Linked DNA regions of Zea mays: region 2 is linked to region 1. The links are chromatin contacts, called in public Hi-C maps. All regions are on one chromosome and are shown on one strand. Each heading gives the region's core, a stretch centred on a gene start, on an enhancer-like site or on the middle of the called end of the contact. The rest is flanking DNA. Distances are from core to core; before and after follow the strand shown. Region 1 holds the start of LOC100280079 (Folate synthesis bifunctional protein). Region 2 holds the start of LOC103633113 (protein argonaute 18).

Region 1 (3,541 bases), core at 958-3,457:
AGCACAATTTTTGAAAGGTAGAGTGCGAGACAGATAGAGCAACAAAGCAACGATCAGACCAGACACAGGGGGTGGTCATAATTTACATTGAAGTTGCAGCTAGTTTCTGTTTCAGCAAGTTACCATGCATAGATGTGTAACACAGTATAATAATCAGACCTATCACAACATGAAGCTGATCCAAAATAAGGTGATATGGTCTAAGTCAAGTCTATGTTATGTGCCGCATGTTGGGACACACAACAACAGGAGATATATACATGGTATTGCTAAACATAGCTTGGTTGATGCAATTCACATAGTTATGTACATAGAGTTTAGCAACCTACAGGTCCACTTCAATCCACAAAAGCTAAGCGAACTGTCCATCCAGCTTAAGCATATGATGTGTAGTGTTCCAACTCTAGATCTGTAGAAGCTGCAAATAATAAATACAGGAATGTGAGTATAAAATGGTACATGTATGTATACAATACGTGCAAAGGTAACCAATAAACTTTAACAAAAGCATAGGCAAAAATATCGAGCAGGCAAAACACGCGGCATACCAGGTAAGCAGCCTATTCATATACTATAAGAACTCCACATAAAGCATAAGGGAGCACCAAGGGCTGAATCCGAACTAATCCACCTGAATTTTGAGATGATAACAAAAAACATGGCAGGTGGCAACAACAAAAAACGCTAGGAACAGCATGCACACAGCAAAGCAGAGCTTTCCATGGCACGAACATGTGCAAATATATATAAATAAGACAGCTAAGTAAGTTCCAAGCACACCTCAGTTATTGCTATATTTCTTGTTTTCATGCTTAGAACTCTAATACAAGCATCCTAATTTAATGCAGGAGTGTTTCGTATGCGCTATGAGATGAAGTATTGGTTCTGGGCACCTTTGGTGGTTTTGGCAATGAAGAACAGATGGAAAGGAGTAGATATTTTTCTTAGGATAAGGATCAGAGATACTGCCTACATGAATTGTAAATGGTTGTCCAAGTGCTCACTCAGCAGGCTTAGCACAGTTGTCCATGTTTTTCCTTCTGGCTCAAGGTCGTCGAGGTACGAACCCTCAGCCCGACCGGCCGACCTCCCTTGCACTATCTCGCTGCCCACATAGATAACAGTCCATCTCTCTATGTCGGCGATCGGGGGGCCAAGATCGTGGCAACAGGACAATCGGATGAGCAGTCTACCTTCTAAGCCTTATACGTCAATAGTGCCTATTTATCTTTTTTGCCAGCCTAGAAAAAAAGTTCGAGACTTGTGAGTCGGCTCGACTCGGAGAGGCTCGTGAACCTGAATGAGTCTTAGCCGAGCCTACTTTTTTGCTCACTCAAACAGTCAGTCGAACCCAGCCGAGCTTTGATTGTTTTTTTTTTTGGCACATGTAGAAGAATAGGAAGCGTCAATAGAGCTCCGTTGGATGATTGTTTTTTTCTCTAAATTAAGGTTCAAGATTAAAGTTATTGAAATCTGTTGGAGATGCTCTTACAATGTGTCACACAAAATTTTAATCAGGAATTTAGAATGAACGACGGACTTCGTAGGCAGCATGTGTATACAATCTGTGACAATTATTTTTTTCTTTGTCTAGGACTCTAGAAGTACTAGCTAATCTTGGGCCATTGGGTGGAAGGCTCAAAGCAATACTTGGCCCAGCCCAAAAAATATCATCAGTGGAAAAAAAAAACTAATCCCTAACCTACCGCTCGCCATCCACCAAGCCGCCACCGAGCCTCCCAGTCCCAGTCCGCGCGCCCGGCGCCTCCCTCGAGCGCCTCTGTCCTCCGTCGGCCGTCGCACTGTGCCCCCGTCCGCCTCCGGCCTCCGCCAACCCGCGTCCGCCCACGACTAGGCGGCTCTGGGCAGGTCCTTCCACAAAGGTGAGAGCACAACCCGTTCCAATTTCGTAGAAGCAATAAGCAGATTCCTTGATATATATCAGAGTTGTTGCTATCGCATGTTTGTGATTCTGCATCTGCTGCACACACGTCCCATGAAGGAGTCATCAGTGATGTGACATGGAGGTGGCGGATGGTCGTCCACTCCTCCTACCTAGTGACGCATTCGTGGCAGCCAAAAGTGAATCATCCGTAGGCGCACTAAATGGATCCATTTTAGCCTAGCACAAGAGGGAAACAGGAAAAAAAAAAGAAAAACAAAAAAGCCCACGTACCGCCCAAGTCCCCAACACGCTAAGATTAACCTAACCAGCTGCCTCTCCTCTCTCTCCTAGGCTTTCAGCCGCTCTCCTAGTCTCCTACTCTCCTCTCAGCCGTCGCCGTCGCTCTCCACACCGCTCTCCTCTCTCCTCCGAGCCGCAGCTCTTCTCTCTCCCTCTCCCCTGCGTGCCGCCACTGCGGGCACCCTGCACGCCGCCGCTGCGTGGCCCTACACGCCACCGCTACGGGTGCCCTACGCGCCGCCGTCACTGCTCCAGCTCTCCTCTGTTTCCCAGCCAATGCCGCCGCTCTAACTCCCCAAGGCATCGCCCCGACGACGGCTCAACGAAGCCCCGTCGACGCCTCGCGGACGCCCTGCGCCGCAGCGGGCGCTTTACGCTCCATGGCAAGGCGCGTTAGATGCCTCAGGTTCCACAGGCGCCTTAGCGCCTAAGCGACGCTAAGGCGGCGCTTCAGATAAGCATGCTTTTGAATAAGGTACTTTTCTATATTCATCGCTTAGTTTGTAGCTATGAATTATTTTAGACTGTGTTGTGATTTTTTTTTTCTTTCGTCACTACGTTAGCAACACCTTGATTTTGGCGCGTCCTCCGCCGCTAGGAAGAGCTTCCTGATTTGCGAGAGAGCTATTTGATCACTTGTATTGCCTCGTTGGACTGATAGTTAGTCACAATGGCAGTGGACCAATTTCATGTTTCCCCAGCAGTTTCAAGCAGCAAAAGGATCCCACAGCAAAACACTTGAGCTGACAAGCTCTCTTGCTGTCTTGCATAAGCTTGTAGCACCTTTTTGTTTGGGGAGGTTTGCTAGAGAACTTCTGTATTTTCGTTCATTAATTTCTTCTGGTATATCTCATCAGCTATCATTAGGGAAAAAAAACCTCTTGCTTGTTCCAACATCAAACTTCAAAGCTATATGTCTCCATTGCTGCAGATTTTTTTCATCTGTCAGACTCTCTTTTGGGTGCATGATTGGAACTTTGGTAACCAAGTTTTAGCTTTTGGTTATGCTTGTTCAGCCTCACATTTGTCTGTGTTTTGCCTGTTACCAGATGTGAAGGATTAAAGCTCATGTGAAAGATTCTAAGACTACAATTGGTATCAAGCGGTTGCTTTCTTATTTCTCATACGCTCAACCATGCTCCTGCATGCTAAGGATTCAGTTAGGAAGATGCATTCAGTTGCTAAGAACTACTTTGGTACAATTCTAGCTTTCAATTTAAATCCACTAACATGCAATTAAAAACAACTAAGCCTCTAATGTCTAACTCACCCCTTCCTATTTTTTTGACAGTGTCTGATCTTACTCATCCTCCAAGATCCTTGAACAGAGCTTCCAGACATGTTGTTCCATTCAAG
Region 2 (3,202 bases), core at 10-2,509, 280 kb after region 1:
GACTTCAATCCTCAGTCCCTTGAGGGCTTTATTGAGCTGCAAATTCAGAAAGGGCCACATCCATCACAAGTTCAATTATGCACAATGCTCTTTGTGCCTTAGAAATGGGGGAAAGAATACCTACCAGGACAAGATCCATGGGAGTAATACTTGTAAAGGTCCTGCGATCTTTGCCCAGAATCAACATCACATAATCAATCAGTGGCAGGGGTCGAATGAAAGCTGTTGAAGAAATGTCTGCAATGGAAAATATGTGGCCATCGGACATCTTAAAACACACAGAAATTTGAACTGGAATACGAAATCAAATTGCACAGTTTCTACCATATAAGCATCCCACACGTAAAACTACCTATGATCACAGACAAGCCATTTTGTGTCGGCCTGATGCTCTGATAGAAACCCGTCCATCCCTCCACACCCATGCCAATATCCCTGGGTCCTCGGGGTGAGAAGAAGGACCGGCCAACTGCAACGTACCTGTGCATTGTCAAAATAACAAGATGAAAATGGTGTCATCTTAAATCGAGGTGCAAGCCAAGTACTCACTCCATGGAGTTGCGTTCGTTGAGGATAATGTCACGCAGCACAATGTCAAGCACCTGCAGCGCCTGTGCCGGGATGTCCGAAGGGTAGCCCGCCAGGAGCATGAACAGCTGCTGCAGGCTGATCCCCGTGGTATGCTTGATCACCACCTTGTACATCCTTTCCGTCCTGCCAGACAAGGTGACCACGAATTCCATGGTCTCGAACGGCAGCTCGCCAGCGGAGAACAGTAGCTTCCGGCCGTCGTATGCGGGGAGGCGGCCACCAAGCTCGGTCTGCCGGTTCTCGGAAACCAGCTTCGACATGATTTCCCTGTACATGCCCTTTGGCGTTGTATCTGGTGAGATGGTCACCTGCATAAGCACATAGTAATGGTGGGCAACGGTGGTCATCAGATGAACACCAAGAACGCGGAGTGGCGAGCGGTCTTACGTCGTATTGGTGCAGGCCCTTGTCGACGAGGCCGACGAAGAAGTGGTTGGCCCTAACGCCGCACGGCGTCCCCACGGCGCCCAAGCCCGGGCGCGCTGGAAACATGGGCTCGTCGCGGACAATGTCCATCGTCTTGAACTTCTCCCTCAGCGCGGCTGCGGCGGCCGCCGCGTTGCGCTCCGCGAGAGACGGACCTGCTTCTGCTTGGCGCACATCATCAGGTCCTGGCGTTTGCGGGCCGCCGTGCCCGCGCCCGCGGCCGTAGTCGCTGCCTCCCTGGTAGCCGTAGGCGTAGCCACCTCGGCCCCCGCCTTGGCCACCTCGGCCCCCACCTCGTCCGCTGCCGCGGCCACCGCTTTTGTTGCCGTTGCGCCGGTTCCCCTGAAAGACGTTGGGGTTCGCCTGATCCCGACCTCCTCCGCGCTGATGGCTCGCCATGGCAGCTGCTCACGCCCCCTGGGAAAGAAGAACAAGCGCCCATGATCAGCTACTAGTACAACTCAGTCGCACGAAAAGAAAGGAAGGGAACGGAGGAAACAAGTCACATTTCACCGTTTTGACGATGATATCCAAGAAATGTGAAGGAAGAAGAAAGAATAGCGATAACTTAAAGATGAAGGGGAGAAAGAAACTGCGACCGACTTGTATAGAGCCGTTTTGGTCAGGCGCGCAACGAAACTTCAATTTGTTTACCTTGTGCGTGTTCAAGGATGGCCGGCGACGAGATGCGAAATGGCGCCTGCCGCGGCAGGGAGGGAAGGGAAGAGGGAATAGCCGACCGGTGCCTCCCCGTCTGCGCGACTTCCTTCGTCGCGTGGTTGGCACTACAAGCTATACTGCCGCTCTGGTGCTGGTGCCTGCACTGCAGGGGACAATATATAGGCGGGGTGGGAAGTCATCAGGTGGGGACCCACCAGATCTTTCCGGTGCAAACTGCAAAGAGAAGGTGCGGTGGATGTGGTCGCTCCCTCACGATGACTGCTTGGAATTGAGTCGGGTACATCGTGATTTATGTCAAACGAGTTCGAACCAACAAAACTTATAAAAAATTGAGTCGTAACATGATACTCTGAAGTATAAAAACAGTGGTCTAACCCGACCCTAAATTATATCGTGCCTTCGTTGGTCCGAACCGACCCATATATTTGATCACATACGTAAAATCCATATCTTACTAAATTAAATATATTAAACAATACTAACATCATTTAACCACGTAAAGTCTAAATAGCAAACAATATAAAGTCTATAACTTGTTAAATTAAACAATTAAATCATATGGGCTTAATTGGGTTGTGCTTGGGTCCGGCGAGCCAAAATTTGAGACCTGGCTCAGGTTCGCTTTCGTGTCGTGCTAGCTCAATCCATATTATTCCGTGTCGGACCGTTATTTAGACTCATATTTTCGGACCGTGCTCATGCTGGCCCAAAATTCATGGCCCATATTCCCGGCACTACTCACCGCCCCTGAACAAAACAACACTCAGTTCAGTAGTTTTCGTTTGTACAATCCTAGTCTCCTAGATATAATTGTTATTCTTAAATTTTTGGTAGGATATCAACACTCAGTTCATCTAGTTCGTAATCCGATGACATATGTGGTTGGTCTCCCCTACCCCTTTGTGCATGGGACGCACCTATTTCATTGATTTGAAGCCCGACATATACAACTAATCTTGGCAAATAGATATCCAGATTATTGGGCGATCAAAACAACAGCCTAAGATTTTTACCTGCCAGGCAAAGCTAACCGGACAACTAAACAACTCGGTGACCTTTATCGTAAACCTGATCAAGTGGTTTGGCAGTACATTGCTGATCCAAGATCATTCTAACCTATGGCGAGGTGTTAAAGGCATTCTGTCGGTTCATGAAGACAGAGACACTATTATAAAATGGAGTACATGAATTGAGACCTTGATTATTATTGCTGGTTTAGTTGCAAGGGAAGCTCGTGAACTAAACCTTCACAGTACGAAATACATTTCTTCAGCGTCTTCTTGTAGTTGCATCTCCACTGGACAGCTAGTTCCCATCTTTCCACAGATCTCATAAGTCGAAAAGGGAGTAGACTGTTACCAGAACAATCCTGCTCCGCTCGATGGAACCGGAGGAACACAGCAAACTCCTGCTCAAAACCTGACCGCTTCGCATCTGCTCTGCAGTTGCTACTGTTCTGTATTGTGCGTAGAAGGACAAGCAGACTGTCATCAAATTCTACTGT

The links. A called contact is a pair of places that touch in the nucleus more often than the background predicts.
Region 2: a Hi-C map of tassel shows a contact between it and region 1, with 2.3 times the contacts expected there. The contact joins the promoter of LOC103633113 here to the promoter of LOC100280079 in region 1. A contact is called at or near these places in 2 of 25 Hi-C or Micro-C datasets (ear and tassel).

What each region holds. Positions count from the first base shown.
Region 1 is chr7:150,456,171-150,459,711 of Zm-B73-REFERENCE-NAM-5.0, forward strand. LOC100280079 (Folate synthesis bifunctional protein) reads left to right here and starts at 2,208. Exons shown (of 3, transcript NM_001153018.1): 1 at 2,208-2,660; 2 at 3,235-3,381; 3 at 3,477-3,541. The coding sequence starts at 3,321.
Region 2 is chr7:150,736,295-150,739,496 of Zm-B73-REFERENCE-NAM-5.0, forward strand. LOC103633113 (protein argonaute 18) reads right to left here and starts at 1,260. Exons shown (of 21, transcript XM_020541121.2): 1 at 979-1,260; 2 at 550-899; 3 at 353-480; 4 at 125-237; 5 at 1-36. The coding sequence starts at 1,107. It overlaps LOC100279317, which reads right to left. Exons shown (of 6, transcript NM_001152338.2): 6 at 2,739-3,202. The coding sequence ends at 2,903.